3 separate regions of the Mus musculus genome follow, and all the other regions are linked to region 2. The links are chromatin contacts, called in public HiChIP or PLAC-seq and Micro-C maps. All regions are on one chromosome and are shown on one strand. The core of a region is the stretch at or near the end of the contact, and the rest is flanking DNA. Distances in the headings are between cores, read along the strand shown. Region 1 holds the start of Kcnq2 (potassium voltage-gated channel, subfamily Q, member 2). Region 2 holds the start of Hrh3 (histamine receptor H3). Region 3 holds the start of Zfp512b (zinc finger protein 512B).

Region 1 (2,810 bases), core at 309-2,808, 1.0 Mb before region 2:
GACAGTGCATGGCCCACAGGTGTGCAAGACGTGGTATTAAAAAAAAAACCCATAAATGATTAATGAGCCAGCTTCCTGGGAAGACATCTTAAGCAGAGGAAGGAGGGAGCCGTAAGCCACAACGAAGGAATCACTTTCTAGAACCTTCTGAAATGTGGTAAAGCTGTTGGTACAAATAACATAGGTAGAGAGCAGAGCTCTTGGGAATGCAGAGATCTCTACACCAACTTTACTCTCCCATGAACTTTCCCAGTGTTGTGTGTGTGTGTGTCATACTCTACAGTACCAGAAAGTTTGTGGGCTCATAACGACTTCAAGGGTGTGTCCCCATTTTCCCCCCAAAAGAGAAGATGAGTAAGTTTGTATCTGTTGGTGTTATGGAACTCTAGAGAACCTTGACCTTTGCCTTCCTTTCAGTGCCTCCTCTTGGAACACATTTCCTTCCTAGGGAACCAGAACCTTTTATCCCTCAGGGCTCTGACTCACCCCATCCCCAGACAAAATTTCTGTGTGTTCTGGCTGTCCTGGGACTCTCTCTGTAGACTTGGCTGGCCTCAATCTCACAGAGGTCTGCCTGCCTCTGCCTCCCAAGTGCTAGGATTAAAGGTTTGCAGCACCACTGCCCGGTTTGGGCTCTGATTGTCCCAGGAGGGTGGATAGAATGAGCTAGGCTCTTCCCAGTTGCCATCTACGATCTGTAATCACTTATTTAGTTATTTTAAAAATACTATTTTGAGATTTGTTTATTTTTACGTTATGTTTAGTGGGTATGTTTTGCCTGCGTGTATGTATGAGTACCACAAGCTTTCAGTGCTCAAGAAGGCCACAAGAGGTCTTTGCATTCTCTGGTATTGGAGTTAAGTTCCTAATGTCATGTGGGTACTGGGAACCAAACCCAGGTCTTTTCAAAGAACAGTCAGTGCTCTTAACTACTGAGCTATCTCTCCAACCTGACTTATAAAACTTACAGTTCTTTTACAGAGACTTGAATGGAAGATGACCCAGAGGTGATGGTAAAGCCAGCCCGTGCAAGGAGTGGGCAGCACTTCCCTCCCCCCACCCCACCCACAAACACCTTGTACCTAAGGCCTCTTCTGACTGGGTGGGCCAGGCTGGTGCCTCCTCCATAACCATGTACAGTTGGCTCAGTAAGCCTGGAGGTGGGCAAGGATTCTGCTCTAGGCACTGCTCTGGTTACCCTTAGAGAGCCTGTACAAATTTCCCTGCACACCCAGAGGAAGTGCTGGGCCTTCCTCATGTCTGGCCCTCTTGATGCTAAGAGCCAAGATCCTTGTGGGCTGAATCTTTAACACCGAACTTGACAATGGCCAGGATCCTTCCAAAGGTGTCCACTTGCCGACTCCAGGTCAACTCTGGTGCTTTGCCCTCTCAGCGGTGACGGCAGGGCTGGACTCCCCCTCAAGGATTACCGGGCTAGGAGAGCAGGAAGGGTTGTCCTGTGAGGCAGTACACCTGGACCAGCTCTCCCTGCCTGCCACTACAATGGCGTCGTAGGGGTTAAGGCGGGCGGGGCGGGGCGGCGGGAGGAGCCCTCGCGGAAGCCGGCCAGGCACCGAGGCGCGCGCGGAGCCGGGTGGCCGCAGCGTCCCCGCGCGCGGCCGGGCCAGGTAGGAACGCAGAGCCGCAGCCGCCTCGCCATGCGGCTGCCGGACCGGAGGCCTGGGCTGGGGCCCGCGCCACCCCCCGCGCGCCGCCCCCGCTGAGCCCGCGCCCGATAGGGCGCCGCAGGCACCATGGTGCAGAAGTCGCGCAACGGTGGCGTGTACCCCGGCACCAGCGGGGAAAAGAAGCTCAAGGTGGGCTTCGTGGGGCTGGACCCCGGCGCGCCCGACTCCACACGCGACGGCGCGCTACTCATCGCGGGCTCCGAGGCCCCCAAGCGCGGCAGCGTTTTGAGCAAGCCGCGGACGGGCGGCGCGGGAGCCGGGAAGCCCCCGAAGCGCAACGCCTTCTACCGCAAGCTGCAGAATTTCCTCTACAACGTGCTAGAGCGGCCCCGCGGCTGGGCGTTCATCTACCACGCCTACGTGTAAGTGGCCCGCGATGTGGTGAGCGGTGGGCCTGGCGAAACCCTGGCCGGGCCGCGGGTTGATAGCAGGCGCAGCTGCGGTGGACTGAGGGGCCCTGGTGTGCGTGTCCGCGCGCGCGCCTGGTTCGCGTCGTGGGCGTGGGGTTTGGGTCGTGGCATTGCAGTCTCGGGTTAAAGCAAAGGATAGGGATTGGAGAGTGACTTTGGAGATCATTCTGTAGTCAGGGACTGTTTTATTTGGGGAGGGGGAGGGTTACGGCCGCCAGGCTGGGTTGTACCAGCCCTTCCCCCGCAGGACGGGATGTACTGGCGCCCCAGCCCCCCTCAGCCCGAGAGGCCCCTCCCCACGGCCCGCAGCGCGGAACAAAGGGCCGCCTAGGAGGGAGGGCGGCTCAGCTCTAGGTCTGAACTCATTCGCCCCTCTGCATCCCCGTGGGTTCTCTCCGACATCCAAGTAGGGGCAATGCAGAAGATTGGCCTCATCTCAGTCATCCTCCTAACCTCTTGCTACCTCTCTGAGCTTCCGGGTTGCAGAAATGGGGAGGGGACATAACATCCCATCACCTCAGCCCTGGCTGAGGGCAGTTGCCTGTACTCATCTCCGGAGGCCCACTCTCCTGTTCTCTACACTCTAAGTAGTCCCTTTGTACCTGCTGATGATCTCGCTACACATTCTGGGCTTTAGATCCTTGAGAGACTATTATCCCCCAGTACTGCCAGCTTTGGGCCTGGAAGGGGCTGCTCCTGTCCCCAAGTCTGG
Region 2 (2,700 bases), core at 10-2,509:
ACATGACCAGCCTCTGGCTGTCAGTGTGGGGTGCTTGAAGCGGTGCCTGGGGTCCCCCTCCCCCACACTCATACCGTCTACATTTCTGTCCACTTTGAGGCATCCACTGATGTGTGCTGTTGGTGACAGAGGACAGTCACTGCTTCCCCTCTCCCTCGGGCACTGTTCTCTGTCTGTCTGCTGTCTGACTATTCGTGGGTCCCAGCCTGATGCTGGGTGGCTGTTTCCCTGAATGTGAATGTCTGTGTGTCAGAGCGTGGGTGTGTCTGTCTGTCTTCAGGGAGCCTCTGCTGCTGACTCTGTCCTTGACCTCCAGTATCTGTGTCAGAGAAGGGGGGCCGGCGGCTTTCCTCCTCCCCCTCCCACAGGCACTAACGCAGCTGCCACCACCCCGGCTGCACCCAGAACTCAGTGACCTCACCTGTCCCCTGCAGCAGTGACCACCCCACTAAGGTATCTCAGGGGGCATTCGTGGCCCGAACCAAGCTGCTTTGTGGGTCGCCCCTCCACCCACTGCCGCTGAGTTCTGGGTGAATGTTCTCAGCTCTGGGCTGGGTCCGCTCAGGCTCGTTCTTCCCTTATGTAACTCCACATCTGTGTGTGCCTTGCAGGTCACCCTGGACCCTGTTCTGAGCTCTGTCTAACCACGTGGAGATTGAGACCCCACAGTTCTGTGCATATGAGGCTGGAGAGAACCCCTGTTCCCGGCATCACTTTCAGGGACCCCTCCCCAATCTTTCTTTGGACATCTCTTACCCCAGAAACCTACTTGCCCAAAGCAAGATGCGAAAGGGAGTCCTGAGGCGCAAGTTCCCTAGAGCTGCGGGGCAGCCATTCTCCACCCCACCCGGGCAGTGTCCTAGGTCCTGACAAGCTTAGGAGCTACGGACAAGGGTCGGGCAGGGGTCACCAGGGGCGAGGGCACGAGGGCGAACGGATAGCCAAGGGACCAGCTTCTAGGTGCGACCTCAGACATGGTCCCAGCCCTGTAGCTGGTTATTGCCCGAGTCGGGCTCTCCGCCAGCCACGGTGCGCACCGGGGCAGGGGTTCTAGTCGGCCGGCGGGCACGCGGCGCTGTCCGTGGTGCTGCCCGCGCCGGGCGGGGCGGAGGCGGGACGGAGGCGGGGCGAGGGCGCCAGCCAATGGCGGGGGCTCTGCGCGGGGCGCGGGGGGCGGCGGGCCGATCGCGGGGCGCACTTGGCTGCGCGCTGAGCTAGGGGTGCACCGACGCGCCGCGGGCGGCTGGAGCTCGGCTTTGCTCTCGCTGCAGCAGCCGCGCAGCCCGCCCCACTCTGCTCAGATTCCGATACCAGCCCCCTCTGCATCACCCTCCCGGACTCCAGACTCGGCTCTCGCTCCGGTCCCGCGGACCATGCTCCGGGCGCCCCCCGGAAAACCGGGCTGGGTGAAGAGCCGGCAAAGATTAGGCTCAAGAGCAGGGGCCCCGCCCGGCCACCCAGCACTCGGCCCCTGCCCTGCCCAGTGTCCCCGAGCCCTGTGAGCCTGCTGGGCCATGGAGCGCGCGCCGCCCGACGGGCTGATGAACGCGTCGGGCGCTCTGGCCGGAGAGGCGGCGGCTGCAGGCGGGGCGCGCGGCTTCTCGGCTGCCTGGACCGCTGTCCTGGCTGCGCTCATGGCGCTGCTCATCGTGGCCACAGTGCTGGGCAACGCGCTGGTCATGCTCGCCTTCGTGGCGGATTCGAGCCTCCGCACCCAGAACAACTTCTTTCTGCTCAACCTCGCCATCTCCGACTTCCTCGTGGGTAAAGCCCCCAGACCCTGTCCGCTGCCAGAGTCCAGGGGCGCGGAGCCCGGGCTGGGCAATGGGGCTTGGCGCTTCGACCTGGGGTGGCTTCTCAGGGGTTCGGCCTTGGGAGAGGAGCTCTAGAAACCTTAGGATGGTGGGCGCGGGAGAAGTTCCTCGCCTCCCGGGCCGCAAGACGGGGGCTAGGTAGGGATGTCCCCGGGGAGGCTGCCCCAGCCGGCGGGCGCTCAGCAAGGCGCAAGGCGCAGCGACCGCCGGTGCAGCGTTGGCTCCTGCGCCGAACCAAACAAAGGCAGCGGCGCCGGACTCAGGATGCTGGGAGGACGCTGGGGGGGAGGGGACATGGAAGGGGGATTTGGGGAGGTGTGCTGGGGAAGGGGACCGTAGGGAAGGCGGGGGGTGAGATGAGGGAAATGCTCCGAGGAGCTCGTTCTCACGTGTCCAAGCTCTGCTCCCAACTGGGGGAGGGGGGGCGGGGCTCGCGGTGGGGGCCGGAGCGCCAGACACCTGTTGGGGCTGCGAGCTGCTGCGTCTCCCAGACGCTGGAAGCCGGTTTGGGCGGTGAGAGCGGCTGGCGCGGCTGCAGCCAAGAACCCTTTAAGCCAAGAGAAAAGCTTTCTCGGTTTTTAAGCTGAGAAGGGAGGCTGTCCAACAGCCAGGGTAGAGATGGATGATCGGCTCCAGAGCCAATCAAGCCAGGGAGGACATATATCCCATTTTCCTCTTTTGGCGGTTGGTGGGGCTGGCAGAAGCCCAGGTTTTGTGTTCAGAGGTCCCTATGTGGAGGTCCTTCCTCCTGCCACCAGGTCCAGAAGACATTGATGGGCTGGAGGATGGCAGCTGCTCAGTTGTAGGGGGACAGGGTGACTAGGAGGATAAATAAGATATAGTACTAGCCCTAGAAAGGTGGCTACCCTATGAAGGCCAGGCTCTG
Region 3 (2,766 bases), core at 242-2,741, 1.5 Mb before region 2:
CACACCTTTGTGTGCACACTGATCCCCACCAACAGTCTGATGTTCCACATCCTGGGAGACTCACAAAAGGTAAAAGACGTCTTTAATCCCAGCATATGGGAGGCAGAGACGGGCAGATCTCTGAGTTTGATGCTGGCCTGGTCTACAAAGGGCTACATAGTGAAAAGTTGTTTTAGAAAAAACAGTGGGGGGGGGGGGCTGGAGAGATGGCTCAGTGGTTAAGAGCGCAGACTGCTCTTCCAGAGGTCCTCAGTTCAATTCCCAGCAACCACATAGTGGCTCACAACCATGTGTAATGGGATCTGATGCCCTCTTCTGATGTGTCTGAAGACAGCTACAGTGTACTCACATACATAACATAAATAAATCTTAAAAAAAAAAAAAAACAGTGGGCATGGCTGAGAACATGTAACAGTATTATGACTCAAATGAAAGCTGAATTTTTCCCTTCCCTATTGAGTGCTCCTGTGGAGCCCCAGGCTTTGCATTCTACCTCCTTATCAGCCAGTTGGCCCTTCCTAGTCTGTCAAAAGGGTGTTTATTTCTCTGCCTCATTTATTTCCCCTTCCTAGTCTGTCAAAAGGGTGTTTATTTCTCTGCCTCATTTATTTCCAAGTTGTGTGGGCTGTGCTGTCATCCTCCCACCCACCCCCTAGATCTTACACTAGCAGCCCAGGCTCGGGGCCAGAGAAGTTAGATACTTACTGGCTGTTGGTCTAGGACCACACTGTTCACAAAGAAGGGAGAAGTTGATTCAATAGCCAGTGACCGCAATAAGGCCTATCGGTCTTCGTGTCTAGATTAAGGTGGCCTAAGGGACAGATAGAGGCTGAGGTGCCCCCTGACAGCCTACAGATGTCCTATAACCCTTCATAGGATCTACTTCAGCCAGCGCAACCACACCGGTTGCTTAATCCGTCAGGCAGGATTTGCGGTAGTGTCCAGAGTTCCTGACGTGCCTCAGTTTACTGGACTGTCCACAAAGCGACTCTTGCCCAAGGCACGCGTGACCGATCGCTCGGCCCTGGAGGCCAGGACCACCTGGGCCACGGACCGCACTGCCCGGAGCGGCGGAACGGCCCCACCGGCCCCTTCCCCGCAGCGGCGGCCGCGTGAATACCGCGAGAGTTCGCCCCCCTCCCCCCCGCAGTAAAACTGTCAAAGGTAGGAGGGGCGGGAGCGCGCATGTGCGCAGCACGGCGCGGAGTGTGCGCCGCCCGGACCCCGCGCCCCGCGCCCCGCGCCCCGGCCCGGCTCTGGCTCCGGCCTGGCCCGGCCGCACCCCTTGGGCGCTGCAGGTAAGCGCCGGCCCTGCCCGCTTTACCGCGGCCCCGGCGCCACACGCGCCCCGCACCAGCCCTGTGCCCAGCCCGCCTCCCCGCCGCGCCCGGACCCGCGCCGCGCCCCGCTCCCCGCGTCGGCGCCGTCCTCCCGCCTCCTCCTCCAGAAAAAGTCGCCATTTTGGTTCACTGCCTTCGCCCCCCCGCGGTCGGCGCTTCCGGGCCAGGCTGCAGCCCGCGTCCGGCCTCAGGTGACAGGTGGGTGGCCACGGGCCTCCAGGTGCGCCTCTTGGCTGCGCTCGTCCGGGGCCGGGCGGAGTGGCCTGCGTCCGCGGCAGCGCCCTCCTCCCTGGAGGCTACAAGGGAGATCGCAGGGACCCCAGGTGGAGGAGGGGTTTTCTTCCTACTCCGGCGGCCAGGCCTTACCCCTAACTCTGAAAGACTAGAAGGTTGCAGCAGGCCGTATAACCCGGACCTCAAATGTAATCGGGGTTCTGGATAACTCATTTCCTTATGAAGCTGCAAAACGAGGACATCCAGAGAACTTTAGTTGACTTCAGACCCCCCCTCCCCTCCCCTCCCCTCCCCTAGGCCCAGGATGGGGGTGTTGTCCTTGGCAATGAACGGTGATTGACCTTAGACCTCCTGGATAACGCAGCCCCTACACATCCCCTCTGATTTGAGTTGATCAAAAACTGTTAGGAGAGGACTCACCTGCTTGAACCTTGCTCTTTGGTACCGCCCCCTTCTGTGGCTTTGGGTGCCTCTGCGAGGCCTCACCATTCTATGCTTAGAGCCTTCCTCGGTTTTCAGGGTATGTGATGCTGCAAGCAGAACAGTCCCCAGAGGCCCAACCCCAGGGCAGCAGCATGCATACTCTATAGCCTCTGCTTGCCAGTATTGACTATAACTTGTTTAGCTGAAGTGGCTTCCTAGGCAGGGAACCTAGAAGCTATTGAAAATAAGAAGAAATGGTGGCTGCCTAGGCTGTGGTGGCTGAGGGTCTGATGTGGTGTATTCATCTGGGTGGAGGGGCCCTGTCTGCACAGAAGGCTGAGAAGGCAGGCAGGTAGGATAGCTCAGCATGGGACTAAAGTGTATTTCTAGTGGATCTTCACTTTACCAACCAGAGGGATGAGTGCATGTGGTGGGGACATGGGCCTTCAGGACCCATATTGGCTTCTTTGCCTAGAGAGAGGTCTTCAAGGGCTCTTATCTGAGTAGGTTAGTATTGTGTATCTAGATGGCAGGGGCCAGGACTCTGAGGAGAAGCTATCCCTGAGGTGTGGTGATGTGGCTGCCTGTGAGCCAGCAACCATTACTAGTGTTAATTGTCCCCTATGAGGAATATTATCAGTCTTCTTCAATTGCGTGGACCCTCTGAAGACAGGCTGATCCTCAGCAGCCTTTGGTCTTTGTGTGTCTAGATGAGGGTGTAGGTGAGGGTGTCAAATGTAGTAAGAGTCTTGGCTCTTTCTACACTTCT

What was found. Hi-C and Micro-C count contacts between places; a contact is called where the count stands out from the background. HiChIP or PLAC-seq counts read pairs in DNA pulled down with a chosen protein or histone mark.
Region 1: a contact with region 2 is called in a Micro-C map of embryonic stem cells, with 3 times the contacts expected there. The contact joins the promoter of Kcnq2 here to the promoter of Hrh3 in region 2. A contact is called at or near these places in 1 of 39 promoter capture datasets (embryonic stem cells) and 1 of 484 Hi-C or Micro-C datasets (embryonic stem cells).
Region 3: a contact with region 2 is called in an HNF4G HiChIP or PLAC-seq map of pancreatic cancer cells. The contact joins the promoter of Zfp512b here to the promoter of Hrh3 in region 2. A contact is called at or near these places in 1 of 39 promoter capture datasets (pre-B cells), 1 of 484 Hi-C or Micro-C datasets (embryonic stem cells) and 2 of 115 datasets of contacts at active chromatin or transcription factors (large pre-B cells and pancreatic cancer cells).

The regions. Positions count from the first base shown.
Region 1 is chr2:181,134,037-181,136,846 of GRCm38.p6, reverse strand. It overlaps Kcnq2 (potassium voltage-gated channel, subfamily Q, member 2), which reads left to right and starts at 1,558. Exons shown (of 17, transcript NM_010611.3): 1 at 1,558-2,050. The coding sequence starts at 1,755.
Region 2 is chr2:180,102,966-180,105,665 of GRCm38.p6, reverse strand. It overlaps Hrh3 (histamine receptor H3), which reads left to right and starts at 1,259. Exons shown (of 3, transcript NM_133849.3): 1 at 1,259-1,764. The coding sequence starts at 1,515. Gm46782 (a long non-coding RNA gene) reads left to right here. Exons shown (of 3, transcript XR_001783600.2): 3 at 612-1,146.
Region 3 is chr2:181,591,186-181,593,951 of GRCm38.p6, reverse strand. It overlaps Zfp512b (zinc finger protein 512B), which reads left to right and starts at 1,491. Exons shown (of 17, transcript NM_001164597.1): 1 at 1,491-1,531.